Regions from separate parts of the Pan troglodytes genome. Here region 2 is linked to region 1. A link is a contact called in public Hi-C data. All regions are on one chromosome and are shown on one strand. Each heading gives the region's core, a stretch centred on a gene start, on an enhancer-like site or on the middle of the called end of the contact. The rest is flanking DNA. Distances are from core to core; before and after follow the strand shown.

Evidence for each region. A called contact is a pair of places that touch in the nucleus more often than the background predicts.
Region 2: a contact with region 1 is called in a Hi-C map of induced pluripotent stem cells, with 4 times the contacts expected there. The contact joins the promoter of PRR7 here to the promoter of MXD3 in region 1. A contact is called at or near these places in 5 of 7 Hi-C or Micro-C datasets (blood, induced pluripotent stem cells, a lymphoblastoid cell line and 1 more) and 1 of 1 datasets of contacts at active chromatin or transcription factors (stem cell-derived excitatory neurons).

What each region holds. Positions count from the first base shown.
Region 1 is chr4:174,932,813-174,940,285 of NHGRI_mPanTro3-v2.0_pri, reverse strand. It overlaps MXD3 (MAX dimerization protein 3), which reads left to right and starts at 4,805. Exons shown (of 7, transcript XM_063810895.1): 1 at 4,805-4,938; 2 at 5,812-5,908; 3 at 6,185-6,290; 4 at 6,976-7,005; 5 at 7,133-7,247. The coding sequence starts at 5,839. LMAN2 (lectin, mannose binding 2) reads left to right here. Exons shown (of 8, transcript XM_016954336.4): 8 at 1-1,510.
Region 2 is chr4:175,065,280-175,072,752 of NHGRI_mPanTro3-v2.0_pri, reverse strand. It overlaps PRR7 (proline rich 7, synaptic), which reads right to left and starts at 3,091. Exons shown (of 3, transcript XM_063811733.1): 1 at 2,424-3,091. GRK6 (G protein-coupled receptor kinase 6) reads right to left here. Exons shown (of 16, transcript XM_054684835.2): 16 at 6,213-7,370. The coding sequence ends at 7,317.

The DNA.
Region 1 (7,473 bases), core at 3,556-6,055:
TGGAAGACCATCAAAGAAGGTAAAAACAAATCAACTCAGCAGGTTGAATTGACTGGTGTTTGTGCTACATCTCACGGGCAGTGGCCAACCTGCCCGCACAGTCAGCAGAAGGGCAATGGAAAACTGGCCTATTAGTGGGATGCCTGTATAGGGCATGGGCCTGTGGACATCATTATGGGAGTCGGAGGGGTACATTAAAGTAGGACGTTTGATGCTCATCAGAAGAACCCCATTCCAGGATCAGGGGGTGATTGGATTCAGTCAGTGGATATTCCGGTGTGCTCACTTAAGGAGGCCTCATGATATGAGGGACATACGGGGTTGCCACAGTGCAGGGATGGACTGAGTCTAGACATGTTCCCCTTGCACCCTCTGAGGCACAAAACACCAGTAACTGTTCTGTCTGTCAACGAGAGGCTTGATAGGCAAGTCAGACTGAAGCCTGTAGCCCCAGGAAGTGTAAGTCGTGGCAGGAACAGTCACTCTGCACACTGGGCTCAGCTTCCCTGTGGTAGATGCAAATGCTCACAGCACAGTAAAAGGACTGGAACTCAGCTGGGCGCAGTGGCTCACGCCTGTAATCCCAGCATTTTAGGAGGCCGAGGTGGGCAGATCACCTGAGGTCAGGAGTTCGAGACCAGCCTGGCCAACATGGTGAAACCCTGTCTCTACTAAAAATATAAAAATTAGCTGGGCATGGTGGCAGGTGCCTGTAATCTCAGCTACTTGGGAGGCTGAGGCAAGGGAATCGCTTGAACCCAGGAGGTGGAGGTTGCAGCGAGCCGAGATTGCACCATCCATTGCCCTCCAGCCTGGGGGACAAGAGCGAGACTTCATCTCAAAAAAAAAAAAAAAAAAAGGTACCAATTTGGACTCTGCCTGGTCACATTTCTTCAGACCAAGGAACACATTTTACAGCACATAGGGTCCAACAGTGGCGGAGGCATCCTCCCCAGAGTGATGGTTTGATGAAGAATTGGAATAGGCAAGTGAAACATTTGTTGACTAAAATAGGAAAAGCCAGGCAAGGTGGCTCATGCCTGTAATCCTAGCACTTTGGGAGGCCGAGGCAGACGGATTGCTTGAGCTCAAGAGTTTGAGACCAGCCTGGGCAACAATGGCAAAATCCTGTCTCTACAAAAAATACAAAAAATTAGCTGGGCGTGGTGTTGCACACCTGTAATCCTAGCTAGTCAGGAGGCTGAGGCAGGAGGATCACCTGAGCCTGGGAGGTCAAGGCTGTAGTGAGCTGTGTTCATACCACTGCACTCCAGCCTGGGCAACAAAGTAAGACCCTTCATATATTACCAAGTTGGGCAACATACATGAAATTGGGGTAAGAGTAGGGAAGTAGGGGTAGAATAAGACAGGAAAAATATTTGAAGAGATAAGAACTGAAAACTTTTCCAGAAGCTCAAGACACCCCAGGCAAGGCAAACACCAAGAAAACCACACCCAGGCGTGTCACAGCCAACAGTTGAAAACCAAAGGTGAAGAGAAAATATTAAAAGCAGATAGAGGATAACAATACATTATATCCAGTGGAAAAATAAGAATTTCAGCTGACTTAGAAAAAATGCAAATCAGGCCGGGTGCGGTGGCTCACACCTGTGATCCCAACACTTTGGGAGACTGAGGGGGGCAAATCACCTGAGGTCAGGAGTTCAAGACCAGCTTGGCTAACATGGTGAAACCCCGTCTCTACAAAAAATAAAAAAATTAGGCATGGTGGCATGCAGCTGTGGTCCCAGCTACTTGGGAGGCTGAGGCGGGAGGATTGCTTGAGCCCAGCAGGTCAAGGCTGCAATGAGCCCTCACTGTGTCACTGCACTCCAGCTGGGTGACAGCACAAGACCCCACCTCAAAAAAAAAAAAAAAAAAAGGCCATACTACTGAGCCTACAGAGGCCTGTTTGCAGTGTTCCTCCCCGGATAGCAGGGGCTGCCAGGCACTTCTGAGACCTGTCTAGCCAGGGCTGGCCTCTTGGCTTAGCCCCTGTGACATCAAGCGAGGGACCGGCTGGCACCCAACTCCTGATCATTATGCTGCACTGCCACAACAGCCGGGGTTGGCGGGGGGGGCGTTCCAGAGGTGGCCTCTGTGTGGGGGTCTGCTGACTGCTTCTTCTGACATCCTGTGGGCATGGAGACACAGGCCCACTAGCCCTTCCTTACCCCTTGCCTATGGCTTGGCCAAGCCCCTGTTCGGCATTGGTTTGCTCTGCCGCTGAGGTCGTAGTCTGCAGGAAGAGGCTGACCCTGAGAGACGCAGGGCCCACTGCTACTTGGGAGGATGCGCTGAAGGAGGGAGGCCTGGGAACCTCCTGGAGCAAGTGACATTGAGCAGAGATGGCAGAGGCAGGGAGGTGGGCAAGGCCATGGCATGTCCCCTGCCACAGCAGGAGGAGGGGCACGGCCCAGCTCAAACTTTGTCCTGAAGGCCATGGGAGCGTGGGCCTTCAGCGGGGGCATGAGGCCTTCAGTGGGGGCGTGACCTGGTTAGCTCTGTGACTGGGGAGTGCTGCTCTCTGGGAGAGGGGAGGCTGCAGGCAGCCCAGGGAGGAGGCTGGGCAGGGGTCCAGGGTCGGAGCCAGGCTCCCGACTCCCCCGATGACTCTTCCTTGCAGGGGAGAAGGGGAAAGGATCTGGGGAACGCAGGGCCATCTCCTCCTGCACCGTGTCCATGGAGTGGAGGAGGACGGTGAGCCCAGGACTGGCTCCCCTCTTCAAGGGTCCTAACTGGGACAAAGGCCTGGGGCGGGGGGTCTCCCTTCTTCCCTTCCACTCAGGGCACAGATGCAGACTCTGCCCTTGGAGCCCAGAGGACCATAGACCCGGGTAGAGTCTGCACTGCAAGTACAGGCAGCAGAACCCCAGTTACAGTGGGCTGGTGGAGGCAGGAGGTCACAGGGCGAAGCGCAGGACCCTGCGGAGTCCAGGGCAGAGGATCTGGGCTGGTCACTGCTGGGGGGGCACTGCAGCTCCTCTGTCCAGTCCTGTGCCTAGAGGCCACTAGCTCTAGCATTTTCTCACAGGGGCCCAGGGGACATCCAAGGGCTCGGGGCAGGATCCCTGCTGGTCCAGGCTGGATCCCCCCATGCCCCGTCCCATCCTGTTCCTGGGGAGGTATTGTTCCTGTCTGGCCTGGCCGGTGGCCTTGACCCCAGCCCACATGCTGTCCCTGGCTCAAAACCGCTCTGCAGCTCCTAGGATGAAGTCCAAACTCCTTGACATGAGCCCTCCAGCCCCTCTGCAGCCCCAGCCTGACTCCCACCACCTCCTGGCCATGTCTTCAGCTCACATATGCTTCCTTCTTTCCCTTTGCTGAAAATTCTCCTCCTTCAGAACCTCCCCACCCCTATCCCACCCAGACTGGAGGCCAGGCCACCTAGGGCCCAGACATCTGAGTAGGTTCGTGTCTGCACTGCATGGTGCTGACTTTAGTGAAATAAAATTGGAAATTCATTCACAAGCCTTGCGGCTCCTTCCTTCAGAGATGGCTGATTGCAGGGGGGAGTTTGGGGAAACCCATCAGCATGTTCTGGGCCCTGCAGCCTCTCCAGTGTCAGCCTGCACCAGGCTATTTGCTCTCTGTAAGCCACACCGCCCCTGCCACGCTCCTTTCAGCCCCAGGGCCTTTGCACGTGCTGTTCCTTTGTCTAGAATTCTTTCATCTCTCCTATACTTAGATAACACTTCTTCATCCATTTCCCCAGTAAAGCCTTCTCTGACCTCACCAATTAGGTCAAATGTTCCTTAGAATGTGTTGTGGGGCACGGTCTCTCCCTGTGAGGACCTGTCCAGCTGGACCTCCGCCTTCCTGCGACTGTATTGGTGTCTTTCCCTCTCAAGCCTATGAGCTCTGCAAGGGCAGGGACCCTGTATGATTTTGCCTATCATATGTCCTCCAGCCCCCAGCACAGCGCCTGGTGTCCAGTGAGAGCTCAGCAAATATTTTGTGAGTTAAGGACAGGCGGCTGGGTAGATGGATCGTCTGCCTAGACAGGGCAGTTATTCCGCTGTGAGCAACTCTTAGAGAAACTTCATTTTTTTTCGGCGCCTGGCCGAAACTTCAAGATGTTTCCCGGCCAGGAACGGTGGCTCACACCTGTAATCCCAGCACTTTGGGAGGCTGAGGTGGGTGGATCACCTGAGGTCAGGAGTTCGAGACCAGCCTGGCCAACACGGTGAAACCCCGTCTCTACTAAAAATACAAAAATTAGCTGGGTGTGGTGGTGGGCGCTTGTAGTCTCAGCTACTTGGGAGGCTGAGGCAGGAGAATTGCTTGAACCCGGGAGGCGGAGGTTGCAGTGAGTCGAGATTGAGCCATTGCGCTTCAGCCTGGGCGACAGAGCAAGACTCAAAAAAAAAAAAAAAAAAAAAAAAAGATTTTTCCCAAGGAACTGAGGCCTGACTGACATGTGCCTGTGTTTAACCAGGACTGTCTCTTTACAGAGCATCGATCCCTCCCACCTTCCCTCCCCTCTCTATTTTGGGATTACTGGAGTCACAGACTCAGCCCGTGGCTGGCAGCAATGCTCCACCCTGCTACAGCTGCGTTCATCTTCCTGTCCCCAGATGTGGCCCCACCTGCTGGTGCTGAGGCTAGAAGTCATCACAGCCACTCCTTCGGCCGGCTAGGAGAGTCAGGTGCAAGAAGGGTTTATGGACTCTGAGTAAGGCAAGCAGGGGCTGCCTGGGAGGCAAACGCCGCGGTCTGGTTGCACTGGCCTTTGAGATGGGCGGCTCCTTCATGCCATGGGCACCGCAGAGGCATTGGCTCTGATCCTTCAACGCTGTCGCAGGGCTCCTGAGGCTTAGAGACGGAGGTCACCTCCTGAGTCATACACAGCTGAGGCATCAGTGACAGGAGAGGACCCCAACTCCGTGGATACCAGAGCCCCAGGCTCCGGAAAAGGCCATTTCGCGTGCCTCCAGGGTATGGCCTGCCTGAGGAAGCTGTTACCCCACTGACGTTTTCGTAGCAACAACAGCTTCCTCACAGAAGAGGAGGGGGGCCGAGATATTATTCCCATTCGACACAGTAGGAAGCTGGGGCCCACGGGGGCCTTCGGGGGCAGATGGCAGGCAGGCTTGGGGACAGACCCCGGAGGGCAGGAGCCGGGTCCGTCGCCCCTCCGCCGGCGCCTGCGCATTGAGGCCCAGCTCCCCTCTCAACCCCGCCCCATCGCTTGGGTTTTCAAATTTGAAACCTGCTTCTTTTCCCGCCCGAACGTGTGGATCAGCGGCGGGAGAGGGCGGGGCAGAGCGCCAGCCAATAGGGCATCAGAGGCTCCCCGACCCCGCCCCGAGGATGACAACAGCGATCCTTGAGAAGCCATGTGCGAATGGGCGAGCGGCGGCCGGAGGCCCCGCCCCCGCGGCCCCCACGTGCAGCGGCTGGGCCCGGGGCTTTCAGGGGACCACCAGGCCCCCAGAGCGCCGTGCTATGTTGGGGGCTAGTCACTAGCACGGGGCTGGAAGCTGAGATCAAAGACGCCAATGAGCCGGCGTGGGTGGATGAGTGAGGCGGGCAAGAAGCAGCACCGGTTAGCCTGAGGGTTCGCTCCAGGGCCAGGCCTGGAGCCAGCGCCCTTACCTGCCCCTGGAAAGTCTGAGACCACTCGGGGCGGGGCGGCTGCCGGAGGGTGGGCTGCGGCTCCGTGGCGGGTTCCAGAGGGGCGGAGCCAAGGGCTGGGCGTTCCCGCGGGCGGGGCGTCCCGGGGGCGGGGCGGGCCCCTGTGTTTGTTGCACCGTGTCAGTTACTTTGTAACAAAAGTGCTGCAGCCGCTTGCTCCGGCCGGCACCCTAGGCCGGCCCGCCGCCAGCTGTCGCCGACATGGAACCCGTGGCCAGCAACATCCAGGTCCTGCTGCAGGCGGCCGAGTTCCTGGAGCGCCGTGAGAGAGGTGAGGAAGGACCCTTGGCTGAATTCCGGGCGGCGACCTCGCTGACACGGGCCTGGACTGGACCTGGCTCCCAGCTTGAAGGATGCACCGCCCTAGGACAGTAATCCCGGGGCGCCTCGCCCTCAACTCGAGAGGAGTCCCGGGGAGGTAGAGCAGGGACGGGTGGGGGAAATGGTCCTGGCGCCAAAAGCCTTTCCTTGACCGTGCTGTGCCTGGGGCTCCCGCTGGGACCAGGTCCAGCCCCAGCCTGACGCGGGCGGGGGCTCTCTCTGGCAGAGGCCGAGCATGGTTATGCGTCCCTGTGCCCGCATCGCAGTCCAGGCCCCACCCACAGGAGGAAGAAGCGACCCCCCCAGGCTCCTGGCGCGCAGGACAGCGGGCGGTGAGGAGGCCGGGGGCGGCGGGAGTGGGGGTGGGGGTGGGCGCCGCCCCTGGTCGGGCCCTCCTCTGCCCACTTGTTGCTTGCATCTTTTGGGCCAGGTGTCCTGCTCCAGGAAGCGTTCAGACCCCTCCTGCCATCTCCCCACTCTCCAAACACACTCACACCTTTCTATTCATTCAAGGACTATTTGTTGAGCACCTCTAGATGTGCCGGGAACTGCCAACAGCAGTTGGGGTCCCGCTTCCACTCTCACTCCCGCACCCCACACATCAGGCCACTCACCTCCCCCGCTGGCTTCCTCCTTTTCTCTCCTCTCCCCAGCCCTTTGCATATGCTGTTCCCTCCTATTTGAATGCCTCTCCCTCCACTACCAGCTTGGGAAACATCTATTTCTGCATTTAGCTGTCACCTCTGTCTGGGAAGTCCTTTCTGACCAGCTGGCAGGGGCCCTTGTTAGGACCCCCATACCCACCTAGGCAGGCTTCTGTTAAGCATTTGGCTCCGTGTGTCTTTGACTCCCCTTGCCCTGCCAGGGGACTCTGGTGTCTGAGGCCAGCATGAGGTCTCCACAGGGGACTTGTTTGGGGCAGACATCTGTAGTGGCTCTTGAGCCACTGGGGGCCCTGGGATTGGGGCATGGGCAGTGGCTGATTCCCCTTCACCCCATCCTCTCTGGCATTGGCAGGTCAGTGCACAATGAACTGGAGAAGCGCAGGTGAGTCCCAGTCCTGCCCTGACAGTGCCAGCCCCCAGGGGCCACTGCCCTCTGGCCTTCCCTCCCCTGCCATTCCTGTGGCCAGCAAGGTGGGGCTGGCACTGCCCTCCAGACCTCTTCCCCACAGGAGGGCCCAGTTGAAGCGGTGCCTGGAGCGGCTGAAGCAGCAGATGCCCCTGGGGGCCGACTGTGCCCGATACACCACGCTGAGCCTGCTGCGCCGTGCCAGGATGCACATCCAGGTGAGGCCCCCCGCTGCGCCCGGACTGGCTTGCCCTGGTGTATGGAGGGCTGTGCAATGGAGGGGCTGGTGGGACTGGGGAACGAGACCTGAGGTCAGAGCTCAAGAACTGTGTGACTTAGGACAGCTCTCTGAGCTTTTACTTTCCAGATCCATTAAATGGGAAGAAAAGTAGACAATAACTCAGAGGGTTGTTGAGGCTTAAATGAGTTCACTCTATAAATGTT
Region 2 (7,473 bases), core at 1,842-4,341, 130 kb before region 1:
ATAAAGGTCTGGATTTCTGGTTCATCTTGAAAATTGGACAGTCAGGTCATACCAAGTCCACATTTCACACAGTGACAAAGATTGGAGCTGAGTGGCTCCCTGGCCCGCCTCACTCATTCCATTTCCCCCCTGATCCTTGGAAGCATTTGGGTTTCCAATGCCTGGAGCTAGACTGAGCACCCACAGGCTGCAGCAGTGCATGGACCCATCTTTGCTAAATTTTCTCTCCCACAGCCAAGACTGCAAGCTGAGCAGGCCATGGAGCCCATGAGCCGAGGACCAGGGCTTGGGGTTTTCCCAGGGGACTGAGGCAGCCCTTTGCTGCTTGGTCTCACCGGAGAAAATGGAGGGAGGGAGGAAGTGAAGAAGGGAGGGAGAAAGCTGGCCCCATCCTACAATGCATCTGGGGGAGCAAGAATGTGGCTGATTTAGCTGGAAGAAGGAAAAATGTACCAAGACCCGAAAGACAGGAAATGTCCTCACTGGAGGAAAGTGAAGGAAGAAGGCTCTACAGTTCTTCTCCTGGGTTACAAGAGAAGTTAGCTAGCAGGCAGAGAGGAGCTTTGCCCCCAGAGAAGCCTGCGGTGTAGACTCAGCTCTGCCACTTACTGGTAGTGTGACCTTGGGCAAGTCACTCACCTCCCTGAGCCTCCCTTTAGAGTCTTCATCTCTAAAATGGGGATAATAAACTTACCTTGTGCAACTGTTGTAAAAAAAAATTAGGAGATAATGGATGCAGAGCACTCAACACAGGTCTCACAGAGCAGGAAGGGAATGAAAGGCACCCGTGAGTAATTCCCCAGGCGCCCCTGCCTGCAGGAGACTCAGGCCTGACCTCCAGGGCACCACCCATCTAAGGGCATCTTATGCCAAGGCCTCCAATGCCCCAGATGCCAGTCACCTCTAGCATGCCTCCCCGGATGGGAAAGGAAACCCAAGGACGGTTGTGGTCGCTGGGATCCTGGATCTGAAGCCCGCGGTCGGGGCTGGCATCTGCTGAGTCAGGCCTGGGAGAGCTGGCAGGAGGGCCATTTCTCTCTCCAGCATCATGCCCGCTGAGGGGAGGTTGGGAGGGGAGCCAGAGGCCATTCTCCTCCCAGAGGGGCTCCCCTGGCGGACCAGGCACCTCCATGTGGCGCGGGCCTCCCTGCTGGCCAACCTGCATGCTACTCAGTACAGTTGGGACATTGTGCTCAGACAAGAAAGGGGCACTTGTGATCCAGACAATGGGCTGGGTCGCTCCCATTTGGCCTGGGCTTCAGCTTCCCTGGGTCAGCAATATCCTTTCCTCTGCTCCTGCCCACTCTGCTTCCACCCCTCCCTGGAGAATGGTGGCCAGGAACACGGAGCAGAGACTCACCGCGGGCCCATGCCCGGTTTGGCACGTGCCTCGGCCGTGAGGAGGAGGAGGGATGCAAGCTTCGCTCCTCTACCCTGGTAAAAAACGTCGCCCCTGGGGAACCCAGCTCGGCTCAGGCCATGTCCAGGGCCGGCGCGATTAGGTGGTGGCGGCGGTGGGTGGGTGGGGGGTCTATGGGCAAAGACCCCAGCCCCAGCCTCCATGCCTCCCCCTCCCGTGACAAGCCCAGGGGCTGGGCCGCCCCCACGTTTGCAGCCACCCCAGGAGCCCTGCTGCGACGACTGCAGCCACGTGGGAGCCAGCTCGTGCCCACGGCCGTTCGCCCCCACCCCCACCCTCGACGGGCTGTGGAGGCAGGCACACCCAGCCGGGCCAGAGGGGCGACATGCCCCCGCCGCGCACCCCTCTCCCCCTGCACCCCCGGGCTGTGGGCCCGCGTCGGGGGAGGGGGGAGGGAGGGGGAGGGGGCGTCGCCGCCCCGCAGTCGTGTTGCCGGGGAGCGCAACCCCGTTGCTGTGGCAACCGTTTCCAAGCGAACTGGTGGCGGCTCGCGCCCCGTTCCGGCTCCCTCGCTCACTGGCGCTCTCCCTCCCTCCGGTGTGGACTGGGGGAGGGGCTGCTCGCGGCCCGGGCGGGGGACCGGGGCGGCGACCCGGGGCCAGGGCGCTGAGCCGCCCGCGGGGAAGGGCTCAGTCCTGGGACCATCTTCCGCCCGCGCTCCGTGCCCGCCCGGCCCGCAGCCGCCGCGGTACTCACGGGCCCAGGCATCCTCCTCGAGCTCGTTCTCCTGGCTCGGGGCGAGCAGCGCGGGCCCAGCGGACAGAGCCCCGGGCCTGCGGGGGGAGGCGGCGGCGGCGGCGGCGGCCCGGGGGAGCAGACAGTGGCAGCGAAAGCGGCTCCGAGCGCTGGGCTGGAGGCGCGGGGCGCGCGCACGGGCGCGTACACGGCGGGTGCTGAGCCCGGCGTGCGCGCGCGCGGCAGCCGGCAGAGGGCCCCCCACCCCCAGCCACACGCCGCGAGGAGGCTGCCCCCGGAGGGAAGGAGGGGGAGGACGGTCACCCACCTGCGGCGCCGAGACCCGGCTCTCCAGCCCGCCGGGCTCACACCCACCAGGGCACCCTCACAGGGGAGGCACACGCCGGCCGACCCGGTCCACACTCCAGGCTGGAGCCCAGGCCACACCGGTCGTGCACGCTGGATGCACAGCCAGGCAGCTGAGGTCGAGAACCCGGACGCGCACACAGCTCAGCTCGGAGAGCACACACATGTCCAGGTCCCCGTCACATCCTGACAGGCGCTGCGCACACGCAGTGGGCAGGGGCCCCCGAGCAGGCAGGCACCCCAACGTGGCCCCCTCCCAATTCACGACCCCACTCGCTAGGTGCCCAGCAGGCGTACACCACCACATGCCTACTAGCAAGCCACGGGGAGGAGGACCTAGTGCCGAACCCACAGCCCTGGCCTCCGTGGACATGCCTCCCCCCTACCCCAGCAGGGAACAGATGACCCCTAGAGAGCGCCCCACTGTCTACCCCGAGGTCCAAGCTTGCAGAGGCCACTCTGAAGTTGGCTGTCCATCGGCCTCTTAACTGGGCTGTTTTTCGTCCAACTTCTCTACTGCACTTAAGGTGATTTGCCAAAAACCCCTCCACCACCATATTAGCTGGAACATTTGGGGTTGAAGTGACAGAACTCCCAAACAAATAGGTTTGAGCTCTACCCCGTCTCTACCAAAAAATACAAAAAAAAAAAAAAAAAAATCTGCACGCCTGTGGAGAATCGCTTGAATCCGGGAGGCAGAGGTTGCAGTGAGCCGAGATCACGCCACCGCACTCCAGCCTAAGGGAGGGGGTGAGACCCTGTCTCACAAAAAAAAAAAAAAAAAAAAAAGAGAAGGAAGAAAGAGAAAGGAAAGAAAGAAAGAAAAATAAAAAAGAAAGAAGAAAGGAAAGAACGAAAAGAAAGAGAAAGAAAAGAAAAAGCTTTGAGCTCAAAGGGGACTGGCTCATGCAACTGGCAAGTCCCAGGGTAGATTCTAGCCTTGGTCACAGTTGCTTCCAGGTGTTCCCGCAGTGGTGTCAGGCACGTATCTGCTTCTGTTTGCATCACTCTCAGGTAAGCTCACCCCAAGAGGTAGCGAGGACAACCCCAACAGCCCTAGGCTCATATCCTGCCATCTATCCCTGGAGGAAAGGGAACCCCAATTCTTTCCCCATCATTTGAGCAAAATACAAGCAAACAACTCCACGAATGATTCTTTTTGGACTCATTTGGGCTGAGTCTCTATCAGTGAACCAATCTAAGTGCCTGTGTGTTAAGGGAGAGGATATGTGCTCCTTATGCAAAGGGAATGGCCTCCCAGTACCCGCTCCCTTTTCTTTGTATACAGGCACCCTGATTTCAATGGGGGAATCACTGCCCCACGGGTGCCATCCTGGTGAAACTGTGAACCCAAGTGCCCTGCTCCCTGACAGTGCACAGCAGGCAGGTATCCAGCCTGGCCACTCAGACTCCTTGAGTTTGCAACTGGGCTCAAAGAGGCAAAACCAAATGGCTCTATCATCTTGGTTCTGGTGGGTGTCTCCTGATGAAAATGGAGCCCACAACTAAGACCCCGAAGCTCCTCCATATCCTTGGAACACCTTCTAAGTTAGCGGGAGGACAGTTCTGTCACTTGCAACATTCCCACCTGGCTCTCTCACTCTAGGTATGTGTGTGGAGTATGCGTATGCAGGGGGTGCAAGCCCAGCCCCGTCTAAACCACATGGACAGAGACTGGGGGTGCTTTTGTACATGCTGGAGCAAACACCCCAACACAACCAGTCAAAACCCTTCAGGGAATCCCCTACCTTCCAGATGAGGCCCCATCTGGGCCTTAACCCTGTGATCCTTAATCTAGCTTTCAAAGCTGGCTGTGTCTCACTGACTTCAGCTCCAGCCATTCCTTGCTTCCACCCCTGGCCTCCCATGCTCAGCCATCCTAAACCACTAAAGCCCTGGACCATCCATCTGGCTCTTCTACTTGGGTGCATCTGACCCTGTGTCCCAGAGGGCACCAATTCTGACACCTTCAGGGTCAAGGGGCCTCCCTGTTTGGTGCTGCCCCACCCCCAACCCTGTCAGCTCTAGAGTCCTCTCTTCCACAGTGCTGATCACACTGGGTCCCGCTGTTCCCATGTCTGCCTCCCTACCAGACTGAGCTCCAAGCTGCCAGGGGCCTCGTCTCCATCTGGGTCCCAGTTCCCACCACAGAGCTGGGCATGGAGGACAGCTCAGGGAAGCTTCTTGGGAAATGAATTCTGGGAGTTCCCTCTGCCAAGGACCCACTGTGTTAAGAGCTTTAAGGTGAGTTTAACCCTAGCCAAGAAGTTCCCTGGATGCCTCCCTAGCCCAAGGGGGAGCCTGGCCAGGGCGTCCTGATCCAGGTGCAGGCAGAGTGCCTCAGGGTCCTGCACGTCCACCTGGCACGCGCTCACTCTTGCATACCTGCCCAGGGCTGGGCTTTGGTATGACATGCTAACACCTACCTAAAAATCCCCCACTCCCACCTCATAACAGCCTGGGGCAGAGGGGCAAACCCACCCCAGGCTCCTTTCTCATGATACATGGGTAGGATCCAGCTTTCCCATCATTACCTGGTTTCCTCCCCACCCTGCAATGGCCACTTAACCAGTTGGAAGACCTTGAGCAGGTCCCCGCTCCCCTTATTTCCCTTAGGTTGATGGGAAGCAGCAGGCACTCCACATGTCATGAGTGGGGCCACAAAAGGCCCCTTCTGCCAGGCTGCTGGCTTGGCACCTTCTGGCTGTGCTTAAGCCAGGTGGTTAGTTTGGTACTCAGCACCACTCCCCAGCAGGTGGGAGTCCTGCGGTGGCTTGGGAACTCAAGGGGCTGGCTGGCTGCTTTGGTGGATTCTAACAGCTGCCCAGAAAGGTGATGGGTCTTACACCTACCTTTCCATATCAGGGAAGCGCCTGTGCAGGGCCAACTTGAAAAGTGGCCAGGCTGGGGCTTGAACCTGGAACTGTCAGCTACAAAGCTCACGTGGCTCCTGCAGCACTGGGTGCCCAGTCCAGAGGCCAGGAACAAGCTTGATGGGGCTTACGGGGCATTCTCAGGGAGCTGGGGACACTGGGAGTCTACAGAGCAGTGATGGGGTTGCCAGATCTGGGACAGACTGGTAGGCAACAAGCTCTCAGCCCCAGAGCCCAGGCAGGAAGCTCCCCTTGAGTGCCTCCCAGTCCCCCTTCCTCCCAGGTGAATGTCCACTTCGAGGCCGGCTCAACCACCGTCTTCAGAGAACTCTCCCACACTGGCCACAGCCTATCTGCCAGCGTCACCCACTGTCTAGGTCTTTGCCCATAATGTGTCAAGGGCAAAACAGAGGGGTGGATATGATGCACGTGCCTCAGCCCGGGGCCCGTACATGGCTGGCGTCCAGGTAACGCAGGCCTGGGGCAGACATTCCTTACACAGCTCCCACCCTACTCTCAAGTCCACATTTAGGCAGCCAGGCCACCTTAGCCTTGGAGGGAAGGACACCAACGGGGCCCGCCTTACCAGCAGTCAGAAACAGACCCACATCCCAGTGGGCACCCAAGGCTTCTTTCCTTAGGCCCCATCCCATTTAGGAAGTTGGGAAACCCACTGGGTGAGCCCAAAGGCTACCAAAGCCTGGCTGTCTGGAGAGGCTAGTTCAGAGTCAGCCCTGGGGGCTCCTGGGCCTCGGAAGGGCACACCCTGCTTCCCTCCAGGCCCACCTCCAATCCCTTCCCGCTTCCAGCTGGGCCAGGGGAGCAGGAAGACCCCTGGAGCACCGGAAGCAAGAAAGAGGCAGGCAGGGGCGGCTAGCCAGGTTTGTGCTCGGACTGTATTCACACAGAGACATGTGGCAGCTTACGTTGGACAAAACGAGTAATAAAAATTGGCTTTAAATATGGAAAAAACAGGGCCCTGTAATCCCATGCTACCCTAACACTGGGACCAGGATGGCCATCACAGTCTGGGAAGGGCCAGGGCTGGGGCCTGGGGCACAGGCACAGCCTCGCCCTATCCCCTTCACCCATACAGGTACACACGCGCGTGCACGCACCCCACAGGCGCACACAGGAAGGGGCGGATTATTGCTGGGCACATGTGTCTATTGTTATGAGGGGAGTCCGGAATGTTTGAGGGTTGACCAGGGATGCCCCACCCCTTTCTAGGGGCTGGGCTTGGGCGTTTCTGAAAGAGGTGTCTGCAGGACAGAGCCCAGTATCAGGGACCAGGCTGTGGGAGCTGGAAGGCAGAGGCAGACCTATCTGGGCCGGCCAGGGCAGTGGGCTGATGGGTATCACAGGCAGCCCAATCTCTGGCCGCTTTGGCACAGGCCTAGGGCATACAGAGGCCCCAGACCCAGCGCTGACAAGCACTGAGAAGGGACAGCTTTGGGCCCCAGAGGGTAGCAGCCTGAGCCCAGGGCAGCAGGGGGAGGCACGAGTCTTACTCAGAGGCCAGGGGTGGCCAGCACAGTGCTGAAGGCTCAGGGGTGTGACCACCCTCAGCCATCCAAGCTGGGCCAGAGGAGCCTTGAGTTTGGCAGTGGCTCCTCTGCCAGCTCCCACTCTCCCAGCCAGGGCTGGCTGCCCCCAGGAGCCAAGGCGGGGGCGCCAGGTCTGCGGTGGGAATTAAGAATGCTCTGGTCGCTATATACATTCGTACAAATACATAAATACAGAAAGTCCCGAGCTCCACGGAGAAGAGCTGAAGGGACGCACCTTTGTCCCAGGGATGGCCCAGGCCCTGCCAAACTCAGCCAGGCCAGGGGCTGAGGGACGGAGGACACTGGGGACAGCTCCGTCTGTGTTCCCCAGGCCACGACTTGAGTGGACAATGGGGAAGATCACTGTGCAAAACTGTAAACGGCGCTCGGAGTAGCTGCTACCGCCAACTGCTGGTGGGGGCCTCGGGCTGGGGGCTAGAGGCGGGTGGGGAGCTCTTCCTCGCTGTCGCTGCAGTTTCCACAGCAATCCTGGAGGGACGGGGAAGACACGGAGGGAGGGAGAGAGGCAGAGCAGGTGCCATTAACCACGAGGGACGTCACATGGGGCCGACTCTGCCAGGGCAGGCCAGGA